Regions from separate parts of the Sus scrofa genome. Here region 1 is linked to region 2. A link is a contact called in public promoter capture Hi-C data. All regions are on one chromosome and are shown on one strand. The core of a region is the stretch at or near the end of the contact, and the rest is flanking DNA. Distances in the headings are between cores, read along the strand shown. Region 1 overlaps SHE (SH2 domain-containing adapter protein E). Region 2 holds the start of PMVK (phosphomevalonate kinase).

The links. Promoter capture Hi-C pulls out the DNA fragments that hold promoters and counts their contacts.
Region 1: a promoter capture Hi-C map of liver shows a contact between it and region 2, with 2.4 times the contacts expected there. The contact joins the enhancer-like site here to the promoter of PMVK in region 2. A contact is called at or near these places in 2 of 5 promoter capture datasets (fetal skeletal muscle and liver), 5 of 47 Hi-C or Micro-C datasets (fetal heart ventricle, fetal liver, fetal skeletal muscle and 2 more) and 1 of 2 datasets of contacts at active chromatin or transcription factors (alveolar macrophages).

What each region holds. Positions count from the first base shown.
Region 1 is chr4:95,294,848-95,300,663 of Sscrofa11.1, reverse strand. SHE (SH2 domain-containing adapter protein E) reads right to left here. Exons shown (of 6, transcript XM_001929442.4): 3 at 1,211-1,534. Among named protein-coding and RNA genes, the nearest start is that of TDRD10, 13 kb to the right of the region's middle. Within about 2 kb of position 1,678, at least 5 of the 83 cell types and tissues checked have an H3K27ac peak or open chromatin away from gene starts, as enhancers often do. A contact at or near this core is called in fetal liver and liver, where this site is marked.
Region 2 is chr4:94,858,854-94,865,067 of Sscrofa11.1, reverse strand. PMVK (phosphomevalonate kinase) reads right to left here and starts at 3,400. Exons shown (of 5, transcript NM_001168416.1): 1 at 3,228-3,400; 2 at 557-620. The coding sequence starts at 3,322.

The DNA.
Region 1 (5,816 bases), core at 429-2,928, 440 kb before region 2:
ATGAAACTAAATGAAGGTTTTCACCGTGAAACAATAAAGAGACAGCTCAGAAACAAACTATTAACAGCGCCTTAAAGATGCTATGGCAACTATGCTGGATAGAAGAGAGATAAAATGAGTGGTATCTAGCACAATAGCCAGTGCCAAGAGAGATGTGTGGAAAACAATCTAAAACAAAACAAAAACAGACTCACATGTTTGCTATCAAATCTATTACCTTCTCTGGTCACCCTTTTACACTGACTGTGCTTTTAATCAAAAACTGGCTGTGGGTGGAGGCCAGCGGCTACAGTTCCGATTGGACCCCTAGCCTGGGAACCTCCATATGCCGCAGGTGCAGCCCTAAAAAGACAAAAAAATAAAATAAAAAACCAAACCCAAAACACAGGTTTACTGTTGGAGGCAAAAGACATTCCTAACTTTTCAAATCAAATGCAAAAGAAATCAGGTGGTGAGCCAAGCAGAAGAACCATGTCCTTGGAGAAGCAGGAGGGAGAAATACACACACACACACATTTGTCTTTTTGTCTTTTCTAGGGCTGCACCAAGGCATATGGAGGTTCCCAGGCTAGGGGTCTAATCGGAGCTGTAGCCACTGGCCTACACCAGAGCAACTCGGGATCTGAGCTGCGTCTGTGACCTACAACACAGCTCACAATGCCGGATCCTTAACCCACTGAGCGAGGCCAGGGATCAAACCTGCAACCTCATGATTCCTAGTCGGATTCATTAACCACTGAGCCATGATGGGAACTCCAGAAATATATTTAATATCCGTTGGCAATTTACTTATCAACTTCCTCTTAAGCTATTAAAATTAAAAATTCACACTAGCTTCCGCAAGCTTTCCAACCACCGCTGCCTGTCACTACTGCCATTTTATAAATAGGAATTTTAACAGGTTTGAGGAGTAGCACCAAGTAAGAGAAAAAGCTGCTCTCAATTTGATAGCTTTGGTGGTGATTAGATAGGGCTTTTCAGTAGTTACTGAAGGCATTTCTAAAACTGTCAGCACACTGAGAAGATAGGAATGATGCTCAGAAGGAGACAAGCTACATGCAATACTAAGGGCTCTTCTTCAGTCCTCTCTTCCAACCCTGGCCAAATTCTCTCCATCAAATTCCTTGGGAAAAGACCTGCCCTCGAGGAACAGAAAGTAAAGTGCCTTGGGACAAAGCTCTGGCGGGCGGGGTTTCCGGACCAGCCTCACCTGACAGCGCCCGCACGATCTGCTCCTTCTTCCACTCCCAGGGCTGCTCGTACTCAGCCGCGGGCCTCTCGTCGTCCTGGGGCAGCCGGCTGTGGCCGTCGGGGGGCCGCGCCTTCCGCTCGGGGGCCTCCGCGCGCGGGACGCCCTCGGCCGCTGGCTCGTAGGGCGTGTCGTACAGCTGCGGCGGCTTCCCGGCGAGCTCCTTGGAGCCCCGTCTCTTGGCCAGAGCCTCGGGCTTCAGGCCGTTCTCCCCGGGCTCGCAGGGGCTGTCGAGCAGCTGAAGAGCCTTCACCAGCGGGTCTTTGGAACCTCGTCGTCTGATTTCTGAAAAACACACATCGTACCCCACACCTTTGAAGAAAAGGTGCCATGGAAGCCTGGGGAAGAACCGATTCCCTCTTCACCGACCCTCCCCCCATCTGTCTGCTGGCCTGGTTGTCTCTGATGGGGCTGATGACCTCGAAGCTACAACCTCTTCCCCCTGGGCCTGAGCCAGAGCATGGGATCACCGGGGAAGGCAGGCCCGCCTCAGGTGGCAGGAGCCAACTGAGAGAAGAGAAGTGGTTTCAGGGCAACCCCCCTCCACAGCTCCTGGAGCCCCTGTCCAGTCTATGAGTTTGGTTCACCTTCAGAGTGTTTACCTCTTGTTAGGAAGCTGAGATCAAAGGTTTTTTTTTGTTTTTTTTTTTGTCTTTTTGCCATTTCTTGGGCTGCTCTCGCGGCATATGGAGGTTCCCAGGCTAGGGGTCCAATCGGAACTGTAGCCGCTGGCCTACACCACCGCCATAGCAACTCGGGATCCGAGCCACATCTGCAGCCTACACCACAGCTCAGGGCAATGCCGGATCCTTAACCCACTAAGCAAGGCCAGGGATCGAACCCGCAACCTCATGGTTCCTAGTCGGATTCGTTAACCACTGCGCCATGACTGGAACTCCCAAAATATTTTAATAAAAATCCACTGTTTACTGTATTCAAGCAATGGGCCACATACACTGAGGGCAGTGTGACTTTTAGGTGGTTCCAAAGTAGTGATACGTCCACAAATAATAACAGACGAATGACTGCAGAATAGATAAAAGTAAACAGGGAGTTATGGGGAAAAACAAAGATAATAACTCAAGAGCTAACATTTAGCATAGCGTACTACGCGGTACGCAGTTTTTTCAGTGTATTATGATTTTCACAACTGCACTGTGAAATGGGCACTGTTAGTTCCCCCTATCACAGAAGAGAAAACGGAAGCACAAAGAGTTTAAGGAAATTGCCCAAACCAGTAAGTGCAAAGCCTGGATTCAAAAGCAGGACGTTGGGCTCTAGAAGCCATACTCTTAACCACGGCACTTGGATGGACTCCAAGTGGACGAGAAATGGAAGATGCATGGACTTTGATAGAGAAGGTCATTTCCAGTGGCGGAAGCTGCGTGCGTGAAGATAGGGAGGTGGGAACCAGAAAGGGCCGGTTCCCATCAGGGGTAACTGGGAGCAAAGTTCAAAGGACAGAAGGCCAGGAGTGCAGACAGGTAGTGGAAGAAGCAGCTGGAAAATAGGCAGGACAGGAACCAAAGTGCAGAAGTTTTCAAAGCCAGAATTTAAAAGCTTAGATGGTTCTGTATGTGGTGGAGAACCACTATGAGCTTTTTTTTTTTGTCTTTTTAGGGCCGCACAGGTGGCACATGGAGGTTCCCAGGCTAGGGGTCATTTTGGAGCTGTAGCCTATGCCACAGCCACAGCAACGCCAGATCTGAGCCGCATCTGCAACCTACACCACAGCTCACGGCAATGCCGGATTCTTAACCCACTGAGTGAGGCCAGGGATCAAACCTGCGTCCTCATGGATGCTAGTCGGGTTCATTAACCACTGAGCCACGACGGAAACTTTTTTTTTTCCTTTCTTTCCAAAGAGGAACAATTTATGTTTTGCTGGAAGATAACCCAACACAGCATACAGGATAGAATACAGATATGGTTTGAGCTGAGGTATAGAAATGGATACAAAAAACCTGATGCAAATCAACCAACCACCAGATAACCAGCCAGCCAGCCAGCCTCAGTGGGAAGGAAGCAGCAGCGTCTGGGCACTGACCAGTTTGGGGCCCAGACCCTCTGGCAGGTAGAGTCTGGACAACCATAGCTGGAGATCCAGGCCAACAGAAGCATCATGTTGTGTTTCCTCTAAACGCCCATGAGGAAGCCTTCAATCTGTCCACTTGGTCACAGTGAAGGAGGACCTTTCTAAATGCAAACATCTCATCACTTAATAGTCCATAAGATCTCCACTGTCCACTTACAAAGTGCAAACTGCTCAGGGTGGCCTTCTGTGACCACACCACTGCCTCCCTCTCCAATTTCTTCTCTCAACATTGCCCTATCTCCGGCCCCCTGAAATCCAATTCTTTGTTCCAACCAGATGGAACTTCTGACGTTCCCAGTGTACTGCACTGACTTATGCCCTCCAGTGTCCCAGTGATCTTCCGATTCCTTGACGTCTAGTCTAGCAACTCCTCTTTCCAGCCTACATTCTCCTCCAATGCCCCACTTTCCCCGAGATGCCACCACTTTCACCTTGCATTTCTCTCATTGAAGGGATTTATTTGCTGATGTGCCCGTATTTCCAGTTTGGTGAAGACTGCCAGGGCAGGGACCACTATGTCTTGTTTGACTTTGTAGGATACACAGCTGTGCTAAAGAATGGATGGATGGGAGTTCCCGTCGTGGCTCAGTGGTTAACAAATCTGACTAGGAACCATGAGGTTGCAGGTTCGATCCCTGGCCTTGCTCAGTGGGTTAAGGATCCGGCGTTGCCCTGAGCTGTGGTGCGGGTCGCAGATGAGGCTCGGATCTCGTGTGGCTGTGGCTGTGGCTGTGGCGTAGGCTTGGCAGCTACAGCTCTGATTCGACCCCTAGCCTGGGAACCTCCATATGCCGTAGGTGTGGCCCTAGAAAAAGGCAAAAAAAAAAAAAAAAAAAAAAAAAAAAGAATGGATGGATGGATGGGAGAAGAAAGGGAGGGAAAGGAGCTCTAGAGCTTCTCCAGGCAGGTGACAATGTGGATCTGAGCTCTGTGAGGAGACGAAGGTCAAGGTACACATCAAGGAGTGATGGATCACGGCTGGTGTTGTCAGAATGAAAGCCATCACCAGAGAAAAGGAGGCCAACTGAAAAGGAAAGGATGCGAGGCAAACTCCGGGACTTCTTTGCCAAAGAGCAGACAGGAGAAGAGGTGTCACCAAAAAAGACTGAGAAGGCGCGGTCAGGTAAGGGGGCAGAGGATTCGAGCATGTACAGTGCCGTAGAAGCAAGGGAAAGAAAACTCTACGGGTGACTTAAAACGGGCCTGGTGACACTCCACAGAGGAGAATCACTGACTCCATAAGACTTCTGTAACAAGGACCACCAACGAAACATTCTAGGGAACGTTATTAAAGTGAGGACATTCAAATCGAAGGGGCAACATTTATTTATAGTGTGTGGCTGTAATTCTGCTGGGCAGGGGCCCCTCACTGCAGCTGGCTTCAGTCCTCTGAAACTGCAGGTCTGGCGCATTAGAATCCCCTGGGGGAGCTTTGACACATACTCGGGCCTGGGTCCCATCACCACAGGTCCCGATTTAGCAGAGCTGGGACACGGCCCCAGAGTCAGAGGTGTGCAGAAGCTCTCTCAGGTGATTCCAATAAGAAGGGGAGCCTGAAGAAGCACCCCCACACTGCTTGGGTCCCCACAGTCCCCACCTCAGGGCCTCCTGCTCCCCAGGGCTTTTGCTGTCATTGTTGGCCCCAGCCCAAGAAGGGTCCGCCTAGTATCTGAAACCTCCACGTCTGAATGGGAGAGCCACAAGGACCGTCCCCACCCCAGGGCCAGGAAGGTGCCTGGGGTTGTTTGAGGTCCCCCGCATCTCCGGTCCAAGCCTCTTGACTTTTCAATCGACAGCTTTTTTTCTTCACTGCTTATTCTAGATGGAGTTATGGAAAACAAGAAACAAAAACACACTCTGCTCTTGGTTCAATTAAGATAAGGCTGGGATTTTTGAAAATAACTTTTCTACAGAAATAAGGCAAGGGACAGAGAAACCACAAAGGAATTCAAAGGATCAATTTAGAAAGTTTCTGATCCAAACTCAAGGTCCCCCTCAGTTTAGACTGGCACAGGCTGGAGAAACCTTTCCCTATGTTCTCACCTCAATTCTGTCCCAGTTGAACTGAAAAAGAGTTGACTCCAATCTTAAGATAGAAGGAGTCCTGCTCATGGTAAATTTCGATAAATCTGAGTTAAAATGGTGTAGAGTGAGTAGAATCTCGAATTTTTATTACACATGTATTTGGGTTTTTGCTTCGGGGGTCAGGCCCTTGCATTCCTCCTGTTTTCGATAATTTATGCACACCTAGAGCTCTGGGAAAAACACTGGAAGCCGGCAATTGAGAATGTTCCCGCCCAGGATAGCCCTGGGATGGGGTGAAATCTGCAAAGTAGGAGCACCTTTTCAAAGGCTGTTTAATTAGGGGAAAAAAGGGCTTGAGCGCAGGGCCTATCCACCCCTTCAAGGGGAGTTAACCTTCCAGTCCATTCCAGCACCTGGCTGCCCCCAACCTGAGGCGCCATAGAAACA
Region 2 (6,214 bases), core at 2,151-4,650:
TTTGAGTAAGGGAACATACCCTTACTAATAATAGAGCATTAGAGCTGCCAACCTGTATCTACAGCCTTTTTTTTTTAGTCTTTTGTCTTTTTAGGGCCACACCCGTGGCATATGGAGGTTCCCAGGCTAGGGGTCAAATCGGAGCTGTAGCTGCTGGCCATAGCCACAGCCACACGGAATCTAAGCCACATCTGCGACCTACACCACAGCTCACGTCAACGCCAGATCCTTAACCCAGTGAGCAAGGCCAGGGATCAAGCGCACGTCCTCATGGATACTAGTCAGGTTCATTACCACTGAGCCACAATGGGAACTACGCTACAGCCGCTACAGCCGTTTCTGGACATACTTTCCTGAACACACCCTAGGGAGGTGGCCTAAAGTGAGTAAGACCAGCTGGAAAGAAACTTAAGCTGAAAATGCCCTCCAAAAGGTCTACCTATAGAAAGCAGAAAGCTACCTGCCACCCTGCTAGTGACTCAAATACCAGCACAGCAACCAGAGCCCAGGAACCAGCTCCCTCCAACCCAGTGGATGTCGCAGAGCCACCACCTACCTGAGCATACTGCTCCTTGAGTGGGCCCGAGAGCCGGAGGATGGCACAGACATCAGCTCCGAGCCTATGAGACAGGGAGATCAGAACCCGTTAACTTAGAGCTTCTAGCCCCAGAAGAGAGGTCCAGAGGAATGGAACCCCATTTCTACTTTTTTTTTTTTTTTTTTTGCCTTTTTAGGGCCGCACCCGTGGCATATGGAAGTTCCCAGGCTAGGGATCCAATCAGAGCTACAGCTGCTGGCCTACACCACAGCCACAGCAACTCCGGATCCAAGCTGTGTCTACGATCCACACCACAGCTCACAGCAATACCGGGTCCTTAACCCACTGAGGGAGACCAGGGATCAAACCTGCATCCTCATGGCTCCTAGTCAGATTCACTTCCGCTGCGCCGAAACAGGAACTCCCTGGAGCCCCATTTCTGCTACTGGTATCTAGACAACTTCAACAGGTCTGTTTCCCTGACTTCCTCACCTGTCAAATGGGTATAACAGCTTCTATTCTGTCTCCTACTGGGTTACCATGAAACTCAAATGGGAAAGAGCCCTAACAGGTAAAACAAGTTAAATTATAATTAACAGTATGAACATCCATGCCTGGCAATATTCTGGCTGGATTAGGTTTCCCTGCACCTGTAACCTCACGGCCAGGGGTATCTTGGTCTCAACTGACTTGGTCACTACACATAAATAACTCATTCATTCAGTTGTGCAATTTGCTCAACCACTGGTTGGGTACTACATTTGGATCCAAATGCGAATAAGATATCATGATTCCTGCTCTGACCTCAAGATGCTCACAGATTTCCTTAAACACTGACATGGCGAGACAGGTGTTCTTACTTCCATGTTTCAGATGAGAAAACTGAGGTTGAGTGAGGAAAACTGACTCGCCCAAAGCTCCACTGCAAGTAACAAGGCCAATATTGGTAAAATAAAAATAGGAATTCCCGTTAGTTAACGAACCCAGCTAGGATCCATGAGGACGCAAGTTTGATCCCTGGTCTCCCTCAGCGGGTTAAGGATCGAGCATTGCCATGAGCTGTGGTGTAGATCACAGACATGGCTCGGACCCAGCACAGCTGTGGCTGTGGTGTTGGCTGGCAACTGTAGCTCCGATTTGACCCCTAGCTGGGAACCTCCATATGCCATGGGTGCGGCCCTAAAAAGACAAAAAAAAACATTAAAAAAGTAAAAACTTTTTTAAAAAGCCAGGATTTAGGTCCTGTGTCTCAACTAAGTGCCAAGAATTATTCCAAGCCCTTCATGTACATTATCTCATTTAACCCTATTACTGACTCCATTTTACAGATGGCAAAACTGAGGCACACAGTTCATAAGAAACTTGTGCAAGATCACACTCCAATAAGTGGTGAGTCAGGATTTGAATCCCAGCAGTCTAATTCCAGAGCCTGTGCTTCTGACCACTATTTGATTTCTGTGTTTGGGGGTGAAGAGAAACAAAACTTAGGAGAAAGTGGCAGACACTTAGTGGTGAACGATTCAGGTGGCAAACTCTGCCCTGGGCTTTTCCACAACCTCTTAGAACCCCCATGGTGCCCCAAAGCAACCTCCTGGTACCCCCACCACACTGGCCCTCAAGAGGACCTGGCTTCTGTGCTCTCCAGGGCCGCATCTCAGCAAAAGTGCTCCCACACCGAACATCTTACTTGGAGAGAAAACCTGAGCAAAAGGTATTATCTGGAGAAGCAGTGGGATAAAGCAGAAGGAATTCATTCCTTGGAGCTAGACTAAAGCTGAATTTGAGTCCTGGATCTGCCAATTACTTTGTGCTCCTGGCAAGTCTGGGTCTGGGTTTTGGGGTTTGCTTGCTTGTTTGTTTTTTTGCCATTTCTTGGGCTGCTCCCACAGTACATGGAGGCTAGGGGTCTAATCGGAGCTGTAGCTGCCAGCCTACGCCACAGCCACAGCAACGGGAGATCCGAGCCTCCTCTGTGACCTACACCACAGCTCACAGCAACACCAGATCCTTAACCCACTGAGCGAGGCCAGGGATCGAACGCGCAGCCTCATGGTTCCTAGTCAGATTCGTTAACCGCTGTGCCACAACGGGAACTCCTGTTTTGTTTTGTTTTGTTTTTTAACTTTTCAGAGTGTGGGTTTCTTCATTTGTGAAACGGAGATACTGACGAATAAGACCACACAGTACCTAACAAAGAAATTTTGAGAATTAAATTATATATCCATACAGTATTTGGCACACAATAAAGGCTCAAATAAACCCCAGGTCCTAGGTGATTGTGGGGCAAAGATTTGTCTTTGGAGTCAGACACACTGGGGTGTGGGCTGAGAAAATTCCTTTATTTGTGACTCAATTTCCTCATCTGTAACAGTTACCTGGCAACACTGTCTGGAAGACTGGGAGTGGTTTATAAAAAGTGCCTTTTTTATAACTTCTTTATGCTTCTTGGAGAGACCTAACAGCTTACAGCTTCTGGAGAGGTGGGCCCCTGGTTCTTTGAGGAGGGCTGTGTGTAGATTCTCTTCAACGTGATGGTGACAATCCTGCACCTCTCGCCGCCCAGGGCTCCCCCTGCCCAGCAACATGAGGACCCCCTACGCAAAGTACACTCTATCACACCCAAACACACCCCTCGTGTCACGTGACTGGGGATCTCCCCGGTCCTCCTCCGTCCCGGCCCCACGGACACCTGCTCTGCAGCGCCTCGGTCACGAAGTCCTTCCCGGATTTCCTCTTCCCGCTGAAAAGCAGCACCAACCGCGGGACGCTTCCCAGGGGTGCCATGGGGCCGCTACGCTTTGCGATCCCTACAGCGGATCCTGAACCCTTACCCCTTAAATCGAGCCACCCGGCACAGAATGGACGCGGCCACTGGATGGAGCGGCAACAAGAAGGGGTTCCGCCCGCCCGTCTTCTCCATGGCCGTGGAGAGGATGGTCAACCTGCACAAGTGCTTCTGTGCCTTTACACTAAAGCCTACATAAATGGACTGTGGAGAGAAAGAAGGTTAAGTCCCTGGGCAGCTTTCTCCCCTAAAGAAGCTCCCCTGCCAGAACTCATTTGGAACAGTCCAACCCGCCCAGACTCTAACGTCACGGCCTCGCCTTCTGAGCTGACGCTCGTGACACGTGAGGGGGCGGGAATTGGACGCGACTATTTTCCTCCGAGGAGGAGTGACATCTTAAAATGTCCGAAGTGACCCTCACGCTGTCTTCCACACCGTCCTAAAAAATTGTGAAAAAAAAGAATAAACGTGTTCATATTGCAGACGTTTTCAAAACTGCCTTTTTATCTGTGCATTTTAATGTACGTGTAAAGCCAATCCTTATATGCCCCACAGTGAAAATGGGTGTTTCTGGAGACGAAACCTGGCGAGGACTCGAGAGGTGTGTCTGGTGACGTCATGCTGGGGGTGGGACTTAGTCAAAAGACCTGATTTTATTGTTAAGCCGGTTTGAAAACCGGAGGGGTCGATGTGTTCGACCCTTTAAGGCCCGCGAGAAAATTCTCATCGCTTTTCTAGCCGCATCCTTCACTCCAAAGATTTTCGGAATCCACAGAGCTTGGAATGACTATAGAATAAGTTAAAAGGGGGCTTTGAAGCCACTTCTGGAAATTACCTAGTTTTATGTGGAGTCCAGCTCTCAGCCAGGAGTTCTAGGGGGAAAAATAAGGGATGCTGATCTGTCCCTTCCCTGAATTCCCAGTCCTGCCTCTGCTCCCAGCGGTTGACAGCCAGCCCGTTAAGCAATCAGAATTTCTTTTTTTTGTTTTATGTATTTAATTATTTTGCTTTTTAGAGCCGCACCGGGGCATATGGAAGTTCCCAGGCTAGGAGTGGAAGCAGAGCTGTAGCTACCTGCCTACACCACATCCCCAGCAATGCTGGGTCTGCGACCTACACCGCAGCTCGTGGCAACGCCAGATCCTTAACCCACTGAGCGAGGCCAGGAATCGTGGCCTCATGGATACTAGTCGGATTCGTTTCCGCTGAGCCACAAGGTGAACTCCTGCAAGTGGAGTTTCTTTAGCTCTGGCTCTGTCACAGCTGTCCGGTAGTTCTCTGAGCTTGTCAACACAGGGCCTGCGACCCATTACTGCCTCCATCTTACAAGCTATAAGGTCATGTGCAGAGAAATGAGATGGAAAGACCTTCTTTGAGAGAAACCATTAATTCACTGAATATTGAAAACATGGCACAGGAGAAGCTGTGGACATTGAATGATCAATGGTCAGATACACAAAGATTGGACTTTGGGAAGGTCTTTTTTTTCTTGTAAACAACTCTGAAAGCAGTACACTCATCTGGGAATTTAGAGGGCAGCTAGAGGGGAGTTGTAATCCCAGCTTTGACTCTTAGCGGGAACGTGACCGTCAGCAAGTCACTCTGAGTTCATCATTGATAATGCACACCTCGCTGGGTTGCAATAAGAAGGAAATGAGGACAACACATGCTAAAAAACAATGAAAATGCTTTGGAGAGTTCCCGTCGTGGCTCAGCAGAGATGAATCTGACTAGGAACCATGAGGTTGTGCATTCGATCCCTGGCCTCCCTCAGTGGGTTAAGGCTCCGTTGTTGTCGTGAGCTGTGGTGTAGGTCGCAGATGTGGCTCAGATCCTGTGTTGCTGTGGCTGTGGTGTTGGCTGGCAGTTATAGCTCCAATTCGACCCCTAGCCTGGGAACCTCCATATGCCTCGGGTGCAGCCCTAAAAAGAAAAAAGGAAAAAAAAAAAGCTTTGGATATTCTCAAGTGCCGTCCAAATATGGAGTTGTCATTGATGCTGAGCATTGTGTGATTTTAGTTTATAATCCAACACAGGATCAGATTTCCCACCTTCAATAAGCATTTATTTGGGACTCCACTGCAAGCACCAACCCTACCACTGCCAGCAGAGACTGCAAAGGATTAAGTGCACTCACACACTCCTGCTTTCCTGAGCCACTCCTAAGAAGTCAGAACTTCCTTCACCGGAACCAACCACACCCTTGCCACTTACCCCCACTCCTCCTAGAATGAAGCTCCCTGGAATTCCCAGTGATCAGAAAACATCCCCCATGGAGTTCCCATCGTGGCTCAGCAGAAACGAATCTAACATCCATGAGGACGCAGGTTCAATTCCTGGCCTCGCGCAGGGGGTTAAGGATCTGGCGTTGCCATGAGCTGTGGTGTAGGTCACAGATGTGGCTCAGATCTGGAGTGGCTGTGGCTGTGGCGTAAGCTCTGATTCAACCCCAAGCCTGGGAACTCCTATATGCCGCAGGTATGGCCCTAAAAATACAAAAAGAAAAAAAGAAAAAGAAAGAAAAGAAAGCATCCCCAACCTCTTCTGAGGAGTTCCCTCCTGAACCCTGCCTCAATTGAACCTTGCTGTCCCCTGCTTTTTAGGCCTTTTATTCTCCCCCAGCCCTCAGACCTCAGCATACACGAACTTGCTGTCCGTGGCGTTGTCCCTTCCCAACCACATTTCAGCTTCCAGACCATTGCCCTTCTTCTTGGGAAACCCTGGCTCCTCTAAGACTCCTACTACCTGGCTAAGCTCCCCTTTCTCCCCCTTCCACGTTGAGGACTACCAGTCCTGGCAGTCATTCTCGGGTACTGAGACTCAGCCACTGGCTTCTTATCATCTTTGCCAACCTAGTTCCCATCGTCGTTCTCAGTGACTTTGCTATCAAC